Linked DNA regions of Macaca mulatta: region 2 is linked to region 1. A link is a contact called in public Hi-C data. All regions are on one chromosome and are shown on one strand. Each heading gives the region's core, a stretch centred on a gene start, on an enhancer-like site or on the middle of the called end of the contact. The rest is flanking DNA. Distances are from core to core; before and after follow the strand shown.

What was found. A called contact is a pair of places that touch in the nucleus more often than the background predicts.
Region 2: a Hi-C map of blood shows a contact between it and region 1, with 3 times the contacts expected there. The contact joins the promoter of HELB here to the promoter of TMBIM4 in region 1. A contact is called at or near these places in 2 of 14 Hi-C or Micro-C datasets (blood and cortical neurons).

What each region holds. Positions count from the first base shown.
Region 1 is chr11:73,317,258-73,324,247 of T2T-MMU8v2.0, forward strand. It overlaps TMBIM4 (transmembrane BAX inhibitor motif containing 4), which reads right to left and starts at 3,252. Exons shown (of 7, transcript XM_015152213.3): 1 at 3,082-3,252. The coding sequence starts at 3,178.
Region 2 is chr11:73,439,415-73,446,404 of T2T-MMU8v2.0, forward strand. It overlaps HELB (DNA helicase B), which reads left to right and starts at 3,045. Exons shown (of 13, transcript XM_015152214.3): 1 at 3,045-3,399; 2 at 5,236-5,655; 3 at 6,857-6,990. The coding sequence starts at 3,213.

The DNA of each region.
Region 1 (6,990 bases), core at 2,002-4,501:
GCAAATATTTTCTCCCAGTATGTAGTCTATCTTATTCTCTTGACTTTCTTCACTTTAAAATCAGGTTGTTTTTTGTTATTGAATGGTAGGATTTCCTTATGTATTCTGGATATTGGCCCCTTATAGGATATATGATTTGCAAATATTTTCACCCATTTTATAGGCCTTTTCACTCTGTTGTGTTCTTTGATAAACAGAAGTCTTAAATTTCAAACGTACCACTCTGGTACAGAATGTTATTAGTGCAGGAGGCTTGGGGAAAAGCAGAAAGGGTACATAAGAACTCTGTTCCTTCTGCTAAATTTTGCTATGAACCTAAAATTGCTTTAAAAAAATTTATTGGGCAAAGGACTTGAATAACATTTCTCTAAGGAAAATGCATAAATGCCCCACAAGCATATTTTTAAAATGTGCAACATCATTAAATCATTAGAGAAATGCAAATCAAAACCAAAGGGACATATCACCTCACACTCATCTGATGGCTACTTTCATTTTAAAAAAGAAAGAAAAGAACAGAATGTGTTGGCAAAGATGTAGAAAAAGGTGAACCCTTGTGCACTGTTGCTGAGAATGTAAAATGATGTAGCCCCCATCAAAAACAGTATGGCAGTTCCTTAAATAATTAAAAATAGAACTACCACACAATCCAGCGATTCCACTTCTGGGTATATATTCAAAAGAATTAAAGCAGAGTCTTGAAGAGGTATGTGCACACCTATATTCACGACAACACTATTCAAAACAGTCAAGAGGTAGAAGCAACACAAATATCCATCAATGGATGAATAAACAAACTTTGGTATATACATACAAAGTAATATTATTGTCTTAAAAAGAAAATTGTTGGCCGGGCGCGGTGGCTCACGCCTGTAATCCCAGCACTTTGGGAGGCCGAGATGGGCAGATCACGAGGTCAGGAGATCGAGACCATCCTGGCTAACACGGTGAAACCCCGTCTCTACTAAAAAATACAAAAAATTAGCCGGGCGTGGTGGCGGCGCCTGTAGTCCCAGCTACTCGGGAGGCTGAGGCAGGAGAATGGCGTGAACCCGGGAGGCGGAGCTTGCAGTGAGCTGAGATCCGGCCACCGCACTCCAGCCTGGGCGACAGAGCAAGACTCCGTCTCAAAAAAAAAAAAAAAAAAAAAAAAAAAAAAAAAAAAAAAATTGTGCAGCCAGGTGCAGTGGCTCATGCCTGTAATCCCAGCACTTTGTGAGGCTGAGGTGGGAGGATCGCTTGAGTCCAGGAGTTCAAGATTGGCCTGGGCAACATGGAGAAACCCGCCTCTACCAAAAATATAAAACAATTAGCCAGGCATGGTGACCTGCGTTAGTAATGCCAACTACTTGGGAGACTGAAGTGGGAGGATCACCTGAGCCCAGAAGGTAGAGGCTGCAGTGAGCAGTGATCTCACCACTGCACTCCAGCCTGGGTGGCAAAGTGAGACCCTGTCTCAAAAAAAAAAAAAGGAAATTCTAACATATGCCACAACATGGATGTATTTGAAGACATTATGATAATTGAAATAAGCCAATCACAAAAAAACAAATACTGATCGTATCAGAGAAGCCAAATTTACAAAGGGAGAAAGTGAAATGGTGGTTCCAGGGACTAGGGGAAGGAAGCAATGGAGAGTTAATAGGTACAGAGTTTCAGTTTTGCAAGATTAAAAAGTTCTGGATATTCGATGGTGTATAAGTTTAGTCTAAAGTTATCCCTTTAAGTTCGGCCTAGGGGTTCTCGGTATATAGTGAACTATAACCTAACTGAATGTGTAAACAAGCTGTAACCTACGCTTGAACCAATCACTGAGTTTCAGCCAACCAAAGACGGCCAAGTGTTCAAACCATGTTCAAATAGGGCAAAAGCCAGGCTGTAACCAATCAACTGTTTCTGTACCTCACTTCCATTTTCTGTACATCACTTTACTTTCTCTCTCCATAAATTTTCTCCCACCAAGGGGCAGCACTGGTCACTTTGAACCTATTCTGGTTCCGGGACCTGCCCAATTCACAAATCATTCTGTGCTTAAACTCCGTTAGATTTAATGTGTCTAAAGCTTTTCTTTTAACAGTGCACAACCATGTGAATAACTTAACACTACTGAACTGTACACTTAAAAATAGTTAAGATGGTAAATTTTATGTTACCTGTATTTTACCACAATTTTTTTTAAAAAAGCTGAATTCACTTGCCAAAATAATTTCAAAATTCAATTCCAAAAATATAAATGCTAGGCACCAAGATTCTTGGTGCATCAGAACTATCTTCATCCTTCCTTTTCCAGAACAAGTTCTAGGCACCAAGATTCTTAGCACATCAGAACTATCTTCATCTTTCCTTTTCCAGAACAACTTCCAGCTGCCTAGACAGGCTGAAAGTCTGGGGCAGTTTCGGTGATCAAATGGCCAAACTAGAGCAGACAATGGCTTCCACGTAGATGAAGCTAAGGATTTTAAATTCAAAAATTTCTGCCCATTGGCTACTACGTAATAACTTAAAACATTGATACTGACTTAGGAAGCTTCTGTGTTCAGCAACTTCCTCAATAATACTCAGAAAGACCTGTTGCATTCTGGGCCCTGCGGACAGGAAATAGTGCCGTCAGGGAGCCTACAGCCTAGCATAGGACGGTAAATATAAACATGTAACGCGGCACCCCACAGAACAAAAGCATTAGGCCGCTGATTCCACTCGTGTGTACGTCACAGTGATCAACTGACTCATTTCCATCACGTTTCTTTTCACTTCAAGATGCCAAATTAAAGCTGCGGCGGTTTCCATCCGTCCCTTCCTACACCGCGGCGCCCGCTGGGGATCCGAGGCGCACAGAGGGGAGCTGCAAGTCTTCTGGGCCTGGGCCCTCCTACACCCGCTAGGAGGGGAGGGAGCGCCTCTCCCGACTCCCGGAGGAGGGCGCCAGTCCTCCGGTTCCCGGAGAAAGAGGGCAGGGAGCTCAGCCCTCTTTCTCCTGAGTCCCGGGAGACGGCCGCTGTCCCTCTGAAGCCGGAAGTCGGCTTCTAAAGACCGAGCATTGCGGACAAGCGGCTGGGAGGCACTGGAGAGGGGACAACGTACCCATTCGGATGTGCACGCTGGCGGAGGCCACGCTGCTGCCATAGTTGAAGTCGTCCTCGATCGAGGAGCAAGGGTACCGGGAGTCGGGGTCAGCCATGACGGCAACAGCACCCCTACCCGCCCTGGCCGAGCAACCGCAACCGCCTCCTATCCTCTTCCGCGAAGAAGAGCCCAGCCCCAACAAGTCGAGCGGCGTCGGCGGGCGAATCCCGAGCGAGTCGATTTTCTCGCCTCAAAAATTCCAGCTGGGCGGAGAAAGCGGGGATGGCTCCGAGTTAGGATGGAAGAGAAAATGGTTTACATTCCCGGCGTCATCTGAAGTGAAACTTTTCTCAGATTGTTCTCAACAAACTTTTTAAGTCCTCTCACCTGGAGAGTTGCTAGTGATAGAACCCATGTCCCAGTCACCCATCCACTCAACAAATACCCATCTCATTCATCCACTCTTTCAATAATCACACCGAGGATGCGTTTTTACCATTATTTTAAAATAATAATATATATTTATTGGGCACTTTCTATAAACTAGGCTTTCTGAATGAAGTAATATTTAATCCTGAAAGGCAAGTAGGGGCCAACCAGAGAAAGAGCAGTAATGTAGGCTGGTCCTCAAGCGACCAACCTCTGCAAAGAGGGAGATGGTGAAGCTCAGCTGGTGTAGGGGACAAGTGGCAAAGAATGAGGCTGGAGAGATAGAGATAAGCAAAGGCCAGATCATCCTATGCCAGAAGTAGAATACATTGAAGAGGGCCGTGACCAAAGGCAGAGAAAAGGGGATAAAGTTTTATTACTCTTAAGAGAGAGATGATGGTGGCAAATACAATGAATTAGAGTGAGTATTCATGATATTGTTGTCATTCCAATATAAATAGGTGTAGACATACCCAGAGTAGTGTCATCCTAGGGTCCCTTGGAATTGTTTTGGTGAGTTTACTTTGAGCTACCCAAATTGCCCAGTCCTCACCTTAACCACAACACCCGAACACTTAGCAAGTGGAATTCAGAACAGTTGTGGAACAGTGTATTCTGAAACTAAATCCTTAAACTTGAAGTCCTCAGAAGGCTTTGCCAAAATAACTAACCTCACTTCCATAATGACAAGAAAAACAAAACAAAAATAAAACTTTATCTTTTATGATTTTACATTTTACAAGCACATCATTTTAATTTGTTTTTGTTGGTTTGTTTTGAGATAGAGTCTCAGTCTGTCACCCAGGCTGGAGTGCAGTGGCACTATCTAGGCTCACAGCAGCCTGGACCTCCTGAGGTCAGGTGACCACACCCGAGTAATTTTTTGTGTTTTTTGTAGTGACAGAATTTCGCCATGTTGCCCATACTGGTCTCGAACTTGGGCTCAGGTGATCCCCCCACCTCGGCCTCCCAAAGTGCTGAGATTATAGATATGAGCCACTGTGTCCAGCCCCTCATTTTAGTTTATTGAATGGATAGGTGAGTGGGATATGGCCTCTATCACTTTAGTCACTCTCCAGGTGAGAGGACTTAAAACGCTTGTTGAGAAAAATCTGAGATAAGTTTCACTTCAGATGACACTGGGAATGTAATCCGTTTTCTCTCCCATCCTAACCTGAAGCCATCCCCTCTTTCTCTGCCCTGCCATAATAATGGAATTTTTTTATAGAAGACAAACTGGAGCTACATTGGGAACTCACCTTTGTATTGACTAAAAACAGCATCAGCAAAGTTTGATCCTCTACCTCTTACCAATTACAAAAAAAATAAATTCCAGATAGATTGTGGATCTAAATGTGAAAGGCAAAACAATAAAACTTAAAAAAAATGATACAGGAGAATATGATTTGGAGGAAGGCAAAGGTTTCTGAAACCAGATACAAAATAGCACTTAACTTCAAAGGAAAAGATTGACAAATTAAATTATATTAAAATTAGGAATTTCTAGTAATCAAAATATACCATAAGAGAGTGAAAAGGAAGCCATAGAGTAGTGGAAGATATCTGCTATACATATAACCTACATAAGGCTTCTTTTCAGAATATGAAAACAATTGTTACAAATCCAGACCAAAAAAAGAGTCAATAGAAAAATAGACAAAAGATTGGAACAGGAACCTAACACACACACACACGCACACACACACATAGCCAAGTGGCTAATAAATATATGAAAGGTTGATCAGAGAAATGTAAATAAATGCCAAAATGAGATATCTCTAAGCACCCACCAAATGATTAAAATTAAGAGGTTGATAATATCAAGCGTTGGCAAGACTGGATTATCTAGAACTCAAATAAGAGCTGACTTAAAAGGTGTGCAACCTATGCTATTGCACAGAGCCCTGGACTCAGAAGGACCCTGCACTTGGTTTAATGCTCAGCTGTCACCATTTTGAAATACTTAATAATTTTGCCTTCGAACATGTGTTTTGTAAGTGAAGTCTGAAAGTACAATGGAATATGAACATGAATAGAAGAGGTATGCACAATGTGGATGTCCACTGTTTCCTGCCAATCATTTGCATTTAATCATTTATCATGCCCCATGAGCACAGAATTCTGTTAGACCTGCAATGCATGGGAGTTAAGCTAGACTCAAAGCTAGTAAAAGATAAGCATGTCACACCTGCAACTTAGTAAAGGGAAGAGAAGAGAAGGCACTGACAGCCCCAAGAGGCCTAGCTTTCCTTACTGACAAGAACTTACTTTGAATGCAGAAGGAAAGCAATGCCTTTTCTTTTTTTTTTTTTTTTTTTTTTTTGAGACGGAGTCCTGCTCTGTCACCAAGGCCGGAGTGCAGTGGCCAGATCTCAGCTCACTGCAAGCTGCGCCTCCCGGGTTGCCATTCTCCTGCCTCAGCCTCCCCAGTAGCTGGGACTACAGGCGCCCACCACCTCCCCTGGCTAGTTTTTTGTATTTTGTTAGTAGAGACGGGGTTTCACCGCGTTAGCCAGGATGGTCTCGATCTCCTGGCCTCGTGATCCACCCATCTCGGCCTCCCAAAGTGCTGGGATTATAGGCTTGAGCCACCATGCCCAGCCAGCAATGACGTTTTAAGAAACATGAATGACCAAGGAATCTTTGCACATCTTTTTTTTTCTTTTTCTTTTTTTTTCTGTAATACGGTCTTGTTCTGTCACCCAAGTTGGAGGGCAGTGGTGCAATCATAGCTCACTGCAGCCTCAAACTCCTGGGCTCAATGGCTCCCCCCATCTTAGCCTCCTACTACAGATGCATGCCACCATGCCCAACTCATTTTTTTTTTTTTTTTTTTTTTTTTTGAAACGGAGTTTCCCTCTTGTTGCCCAGACTGGAGTGGAATGGCGCAGGTCTCAGCTCACTGCGACCTCTGCCTCCTGGGTTCAAGTGATTCTACTGCCTCTGCCTCCCAAGTAGCTGGGATTACAGGCATCAACCACTACGCCCAGCTAACTTTTTTGTATTTTTTGTAGAGATGGGGTTTCACCATGTTGGCCAGGCGGTCTCAAGTTCCTGACCACAGGTGATCCGCCCACCTCGGCCTCCCAAATGCTGGGATTATAGACGTGAGCGACCGTGCCCTAATTTTTTAAATTTTTTGAGACAGTGTCTTTCTGTGTTTCCCAGGCTGGTCTTGAGCTCCTGGCCTCAAGCAATCCTCCAGCCTTGGCCTCCCAAAGCGCTGGGATTACAGGCTGTCACATTCTTTTTTTATCTTTTTTTTTTTTTTTTTGAGACAGAATCTCACTCTGTTGCCAGGCTGGAGTGCAGTGGCGCGATCTCAGCTCACTGCAACCTCCGCCTCCTGGGTTCAAGCGATTCCTCTGCCTCAGCCTCCCGAATAGCTGGGACTACAGGCACCCGCTACCATGCCCGGCTAATTTTTTTGTATTTTAGTAGAGACGGGGTTTCACCATATTGGCCAGGATGGTCTCGATCTCCTGACCTCGTTATCCA
Region 2 (6,990 bases), core at 1,795-4,294, 120 kb after region 1:
GTGTTCAATTTTCTGTTTTACTTTTGTTTCTTTTATTTATTTTTTGAATGTGTAAAACATTTACATGATTCAGAAGTCAAACTATATAATAAATTAATCTCAGAGATTTTGTCCCTATCCCCTTTCTGTCCTATCATGTTTCCATCCCCTCTGTGGGTAACTATTTTTCCCCCCTCTTCTCCCCCTTCTCCTCCTCCTCCTCCTTCTCCTTCACCTTCTGGCTTACTACAGCGTCAACCTCCTGGGCTTATGCAATCCTCTCACATCAGCCTCCAGGGTAGCTGGACTACAGGCACACACCACTGTGCCTGGCTAATTTATTTATTTATTTTTTTTTGAGACAAGGTCTTGCTATGTTGCCCAACCTGGTCTGAAACTCCTGAGCTCAAGCAATCCTCCTACTCTGGCCTCTCAAAGTGCTGGAATTAGAGGCACGAGCCACCATTCCTGGCTATTTTCATTTTTCATTCATTAACTTCTGGTTTAACTTTTGTGTGCTTTTTTTTTTTTCAACACTGACACATACAAATAAAATGATATGCATTGTTTTACATCTTGCTTTCTCTTATTTAAAACAGTATTTTGGGAAACTACTCCCTACCAATTTGTGGCAATTTTTCTTTCTTTTTATAAAAAAATAGCTGAAGAATATGCCATTGTATGGATGTACTACAGTTTATTTCATTAGTCTCTTGCTGTTGAACATTTCTGCTATTTCCAATAATTTGCTATTACAAAAATCACACAGTAGATAACCTACCTCTATGTTGTTTTGTGTTTTGGGAAGTGTAGGTTCAGGGTAGATCCAGGGATCTCAATTTTAGAAGACATCCCAAGTGATTTTGATGCACAGTCAGATTTGAGTACCACTGCTTACTATGTATGATAAAAATGGTATCCAGAAAGCCAGAATTGTTAACTTTTTAAAAAAATAATGAGAAAACAATAGGTAAAGAAGATTCTTATCATTCTAAATTCCTATCTACGCTATCCAATAAAATGCAATTGAACTATATGAATAGAAACTGAACATATAGTGGCTGGGTGCAATGGCTCACGCCTATAATCCCAGCACTTTGGGAGGCCAAGGCCAGCAGATCACTTGAGTTCAGGAGTTCGAGACCAGCCTGGACACCATGGCAAAACCCCGTCTCTACAAAAAATTACAAAAAATTAGCCGGGCTTAGTGGTGTGAGCCTGTGGTCCCAGCTACTTGAGAGGCTGATATGGGAACATCACTTAAGCCTGCTGGGAGGTTGAGGCCTCAGCGAACTGAGACGGTGCCAATATAGACCTGTCTCGGAAAAAAAAAAAAAAAAAGGGGAGGGGGAGTTGAACACCTGTGCTATGTGTAGTGTCTCACATCTGTAATTCTAGCACTTTGGTAGGCCGAGGCAAGAGGATCACTTGACTTTAGGAGTTCAAGACCAGTTTGAGCAACACAGTGAGACCTCATCTCCAAAAAAAAAAAAAACAAAAAGAGAGAAAAAAGAAGTTTAACATCTAGAGATCTAGAGTCGATTCTTGTGCCCAAGGCATCATGTTGGTAACAACAATATCCCATGTATATACACATAAGTGACCCAGATTTGGGAAGCCAATGATAAGTTGCAGTTTAGATATGCTGAGTCTGAAGTAGCCAAGGGGCATCCAGTAGTGACTGACAGTGTTTAGGCAGTTGTTTGTATGGTTTGGAGATCAGATTAGGCTGAGTTATTAGCATGTAGGTGAAGGATGATTGAGGAAAGGATTATAGAGCAAGAAGATGCTTAGGATGGAGCCTTGGGGAATACCAGTACTTACAAGGCAAGAAGAGGGGTCCAAGACTGTAAATAGCCAGAGAGGAAGAAGAAAAATCTGAGATGGCAAGCTGCAAAAACCCAGGCAGCAGAATGCTACAAGAAGAAAATACTCATCAGTATCAAATACTGCTGAGAGGTCAGGTAAAACAAAGGCTGAAAAGTATCCACTGGTTTTTGAAACGAAGAGGACAGTAAGTGTGACATTTGTCAGAGGAGATTCAATGTGGTGGAAACAGTAGTCATGTGAACGTCAAAGGAATTCAACCTCATATAGCCAATCCTTGGAAACACTGGTGTTTTGTCAGCTGCAACAGTATTTCTTTTAAAAGCAACAAAAGTGGGCATTTTTCAATTGGTACACAAAGGGAAAAAAATCATTTTTTGTATTTTCTCCTATTCATTTTTCTTAAATATTTGGTGCTGGTTGTCGTTTATGTATATTTAAATATAGCATAAGATGCTTTTGGATTTAGTAAATAGTGTATGTTTAGTTATTTCAGGATTATTATTAAGAGAATAATCCCAAAATAAACAGTATCAATACAGTAATGTAGTAATATATTTATGGTATTTCTTAAAGAGTATCAAGACTTTCAAGTACTATCCCCATCAAGTAAGAGAATCATAGCCCCAGAATAGTTTTTAAAACCACGTTCCTTTCTCTTCTATTTCCCTTCCCCTTTTCCTGTCTATACTCTGGGCTGCAAAGAGATGCTTTTGCCCCACTGTCAACAGGTAGCCCAGCTTAAATTTAAGCCTAACTTAAACAAGTATGGGAGACCAGGGCGTACTCACAGAGGAAAGGATGAAAAGAACTTTGAATGTCATCTAATCCAGTGGTGTCCAAATCTAGCTGAACATCAAAATGGACAGCCCGGAATGTACATTAAAAAGACAATTCTGGGTTCTTGCCCTAGATCCGATTCCAGAAGGGCATCTGCTATACTTTCGTTTTGGGGAGGTTGGGGTGGGGTTTGCTTTTCTGGGTTCTTCAGGCTCAGAAGCGGACTTTCTCCGCGTTCTTTCTCCGCAGGAGATGCCGTGCACTGGCGGTTCTGCAGGTGCGACGCCTGTCACTCCCCAGTGCTGATCTCGTCCCGGCATCTTCCTGATCTTCACCTCCCTGCACAGTGCTCCGAAACGAGCAGAAGCCCGGTCCATCTACCCGCCCCGCGCTCTCCCTTCCCCGCCCCTAATCCACCTGGCCCCGCCCCTTTCACACGCCCTCCTCACGGCAATTCCTGGAAACTTGGGGCGGAGCTTCGCTACCGCCCGGTTTTTGCGTAAGGGGCGGTCGCCAGGCCGTTCCCGGAAGTTGATGGCCTTACAGTAGTGGAACTGATTGGCTGATCATGACCGTGCAGTTAGCCAAGGTTTTTCCGAGTTGTTTGGGTTGAGTTCAGGAGAAGCATGGCCAGGTCGAGTCGGTACCTACGCCAACTTCAGGGACCTCTGCTTCCACCCAAGGATCTGGTGGAGGAGGACGAAGACTACCTAAACGACGACGTGCAGGAGGATGAAGACTCCGTGTTCGTCGACGCCGAAGAGCTCTGCAGTGGGGGCGTAAAGGCTGGCAGCCTCCCCGGGTGCATCCGCGGTGAGGAAGCCCCCTGCCCCGGGGATGGGGTTGGAGGGTCCAACGTAGCGCGTCCCATTCTGGCTTTGCCCTGAGCAAGGCACCCAGTCGCTGCTAACAGATTTAGCTTCTCAATGGTCTAGCTGCTTCATCCTACTTAGGGTAAAGTTTTAACTATAATAGTAGCAGTGACTTTAACTGAGCACATGCTATGTGTTAAGCTTGCTGTATTAATTATTCTCATTCTCTTATTCGTCCTTTGAGGTAGTTTTACACTACCTCGAGGAAACAGTGTATGTTGAGTCTCTATTTCCACCCAGAATCTGAACTTTTATTTTTCTTTCTGACCGCTTATCCTCAAGTTCTATAGCATGAGAACTTGTAACTATTAATCCTATATTGCCTGGAGTCAAATACGTGGTTCTTCCGCAGCTTCTTGGAAAAAGAAAACAGGCGGGGTGCAGTGGCTCACGCACTTTGGAAGGCCGAGGCAGATGGATCACTTGAGGTCAGGAGTTCGAGACCAGCCTGACCAAAATGATGAAACCTGTCTCTAGTAAAAAAGAAAAACAACAACAACAACAAAACTACAAAATTAGCCGGGCGTGATGTCGCACACCTGTAATCCCAGCTACTTGGGAGGCTGAGGCAGGAAAATTGCCTGAACCCAGGAGGTGGAGGTTGCAGTGAGCTGAGATTGCGCCTTTGCACTTCAGCCTGTGCAACAAGAACGAAACTCCATCTCAAAAAAATAATAATAGTAATAATAAAGAAAGAAAAGAAAAACAAAACAAAACACAAGGAACACCTCAGTGCACAGATGATTATTAACTAGTGTTAGTAACCTTGTGGTTCGGGTAAACCTTGTGTAAGTAGTTTCCTGTGCTATAAGATAGTTTTCTGTGCTGTAAGTTATACCCGTTATGTGTACTTTGTGACTGAGACTTAAAATATCTTAATGTGCAGATCAGTGCTGTTCAGTAGAACTTTCCATGATGATGGCAATGTTTTATATCTGCACTGTTTGGTATAATAGCCACTAGCCATATGTAACTGTTGAGAACTTGAAATACAGCTAGTGTAACTGAGGAGACAAATTTTTAGTTTTATTACATTTTAATTTAAATAGCCACATGTAGGTGGACAGTACAGATTTAGGCAGAAAAGTTTCAAGTATTTGTGGAGGGCTTAGTCATTCATTCTAAAGTATCATCGACTGGCTAGCATGTTTGGTGCTGGGAAAACCTAGAAAAATATAATAACAAGGTTGCAGTCTTAATGAAGCTTACCTTCTAGTGTATTAAACAAACATTCTTCAATCACAGAAGTAACTATAATGTTACTAAATGCTTAGAAGGAATGCTAAATAGTGCTTTGACAGGTTTTATACATGAGATTCAGGGAAGACTTTTCTGAGTCAGTGACAATTAAGCTGAGGTCTGTAGTAAATGTAGTCAACAGTAAGGGGGAGATCAGTTAAGGCAGATGGAATAACTTGAGTGAAGGGCCATGGCATTTTCAAGAAACTGCATGAAGGCCAGTATTGGCTGAAGTCAGAGTAGCAGAGAGGGGACTGGTTTTAGAAGAGGAACAGCAGACACGTGCTGTGTACTGTGCTTGCCTTTTGGAATACAAAGACAAACGAAACAGTGTCCTGTTTTAGTATTTACAGTGTAGTAGAGGGAGACAGAAAAAGAGGTAGGCAGAATGCAGTGTTACAGGCACCCTAACAGACATCTTTAGAGAGTGCTGTAGGGAGATAAAAGATAGTGGTAAGTTTGGTAAAACTTTGAGGAAATGGTTTCTAAATAATCTCCAGAGTTAACTTTTGTGGGTTTTTGTTTGTTTTTTTTTTAGTTTTAATTCCTGATGAAAACACACAAGAGACATGTAAAGTGTTGGGACGTTTTCCGATAACAGGTGCTTGGTGGAGAGTGAAGGTACAAGTAAAGCCTGTGGTGGGATCAAGGAGCTATCAATATCAAGTTCAAGGATTTCCGTCTTACTTTTTGCAGTCTGATATGTCACCACCAAATCAAAAACATATCTGTGCTCTCTTTCTTAAAGAGTGTGAGGTCTCCAGTGATGTTATTAATAAATTTTTAGCATGGGTAAATGAGGTATCAAACTACAAAAACCTAAACTTTGAAAATCTTAGGGAAACACTAAGAACTTTCCACAAGGAAACTGGAAGGAAAGATCAAAAGCAGCCTGCACAGAATGGTCAGGAAGAGTTGTTCCCAGACAATGAGATGAGCCTTCCTCTGGAAAACAAAAGTAAGTGTGATTGTTATCATCAAGTTTCAGTGAAATTGACATACTTAATGACTACAGTGTTTAAAATATTACCACTAGCATAGTATTCCTTTTAAAAATCTATTTGTTGAAAAATGTGTTTATGTTGCTTTTGGAGTATGCCATTGATATTTCAGGTTTCTCATCTGTAACATGATGGGATTATATGAGCCGATCTTTAAAATCCTTCCAGTTCCTTGCCACCTCTAAAATTGTGATTTTATCGCTTTCTCTAACTTTTGTACTCATAGAGATTACCTTGAATCATTAATAAAAAAAAAAACAAAATCAGTTGCTGGCCAGATGTGGTGGCTGCTCATGCCTGTAATCCCAGCACTTTGGGAGACTGAGGCAGGAGGATCACTTGAGCGCAGGAGATCGAGACTAGCCTGAGCAATATAGTAAGACCTTGTCTCTACAAAAAAATTTTTAAAAATTAGCCAGGTGTGGTGACACATACTTGTAGTCCCAGCTACTTGGGAGGCTGAGGCAGGAGGATCACTTGAGCCCAGAAAATGGAGGCTGCAGTGAGCCATGATTGTACCACTATATTCCAGCCTAGGTGACAGTGAGACACTGTCTTAGTTAAAAAAAAAAAAAAATCAGTTGTAAATTATTCTGTTTAAAGAGATAGAGAAGAACAACAAGGATATGAATAATATATTTAGGAAATACTTCAGTCCAAAATGGTTTCAAATAATTTTTAATATGATTTGTTATATGGGCATTCATATATATGGAATATTTCATTTCCTAATTGTATCAAATAAATTTGATGGTACATCAATGAATGACTTCAGTGACAAAAGATTATGATTATAGAAAATGATTATAAAGGTTACTACGTAAATTACTTATTTTATATCCTTAGCTTTAAATTTATATAATTGAGTCAGAATTTTTGTTCTGTTGTAGTGCAGACAGTAGGAAACAAAAGGCTAAGAAATCATTATTTAAGCATTTAAAGAACATAAATTTTGGTGTTAAACACAATGAAAACCATCTCAGTACAAAAGCAATTGTCATAATATGATCCAAATTGTCTTACTGGTTAAGGCAAATGTACTAATCTGTCTTTGACTTGGATTTCTTGAATTGGTTGTGCAAAATGAGAAAGTACTTCAAATCAGTCATTCTTTGGATTCATTTATGTTTTACTTTGTTCTTTTCTGATATTTTGTAGTTCCATATAGAAATGTAATGACAGCTTTGCAGTTTCCGAAAATAATGGAATTCCTTCCAGTTCTTCTGCCTCGACACTTTAAATGGCTCATAGAGTCAGGTTCTAAAGAGATGTTGAAAGAGATAGAAGAGATT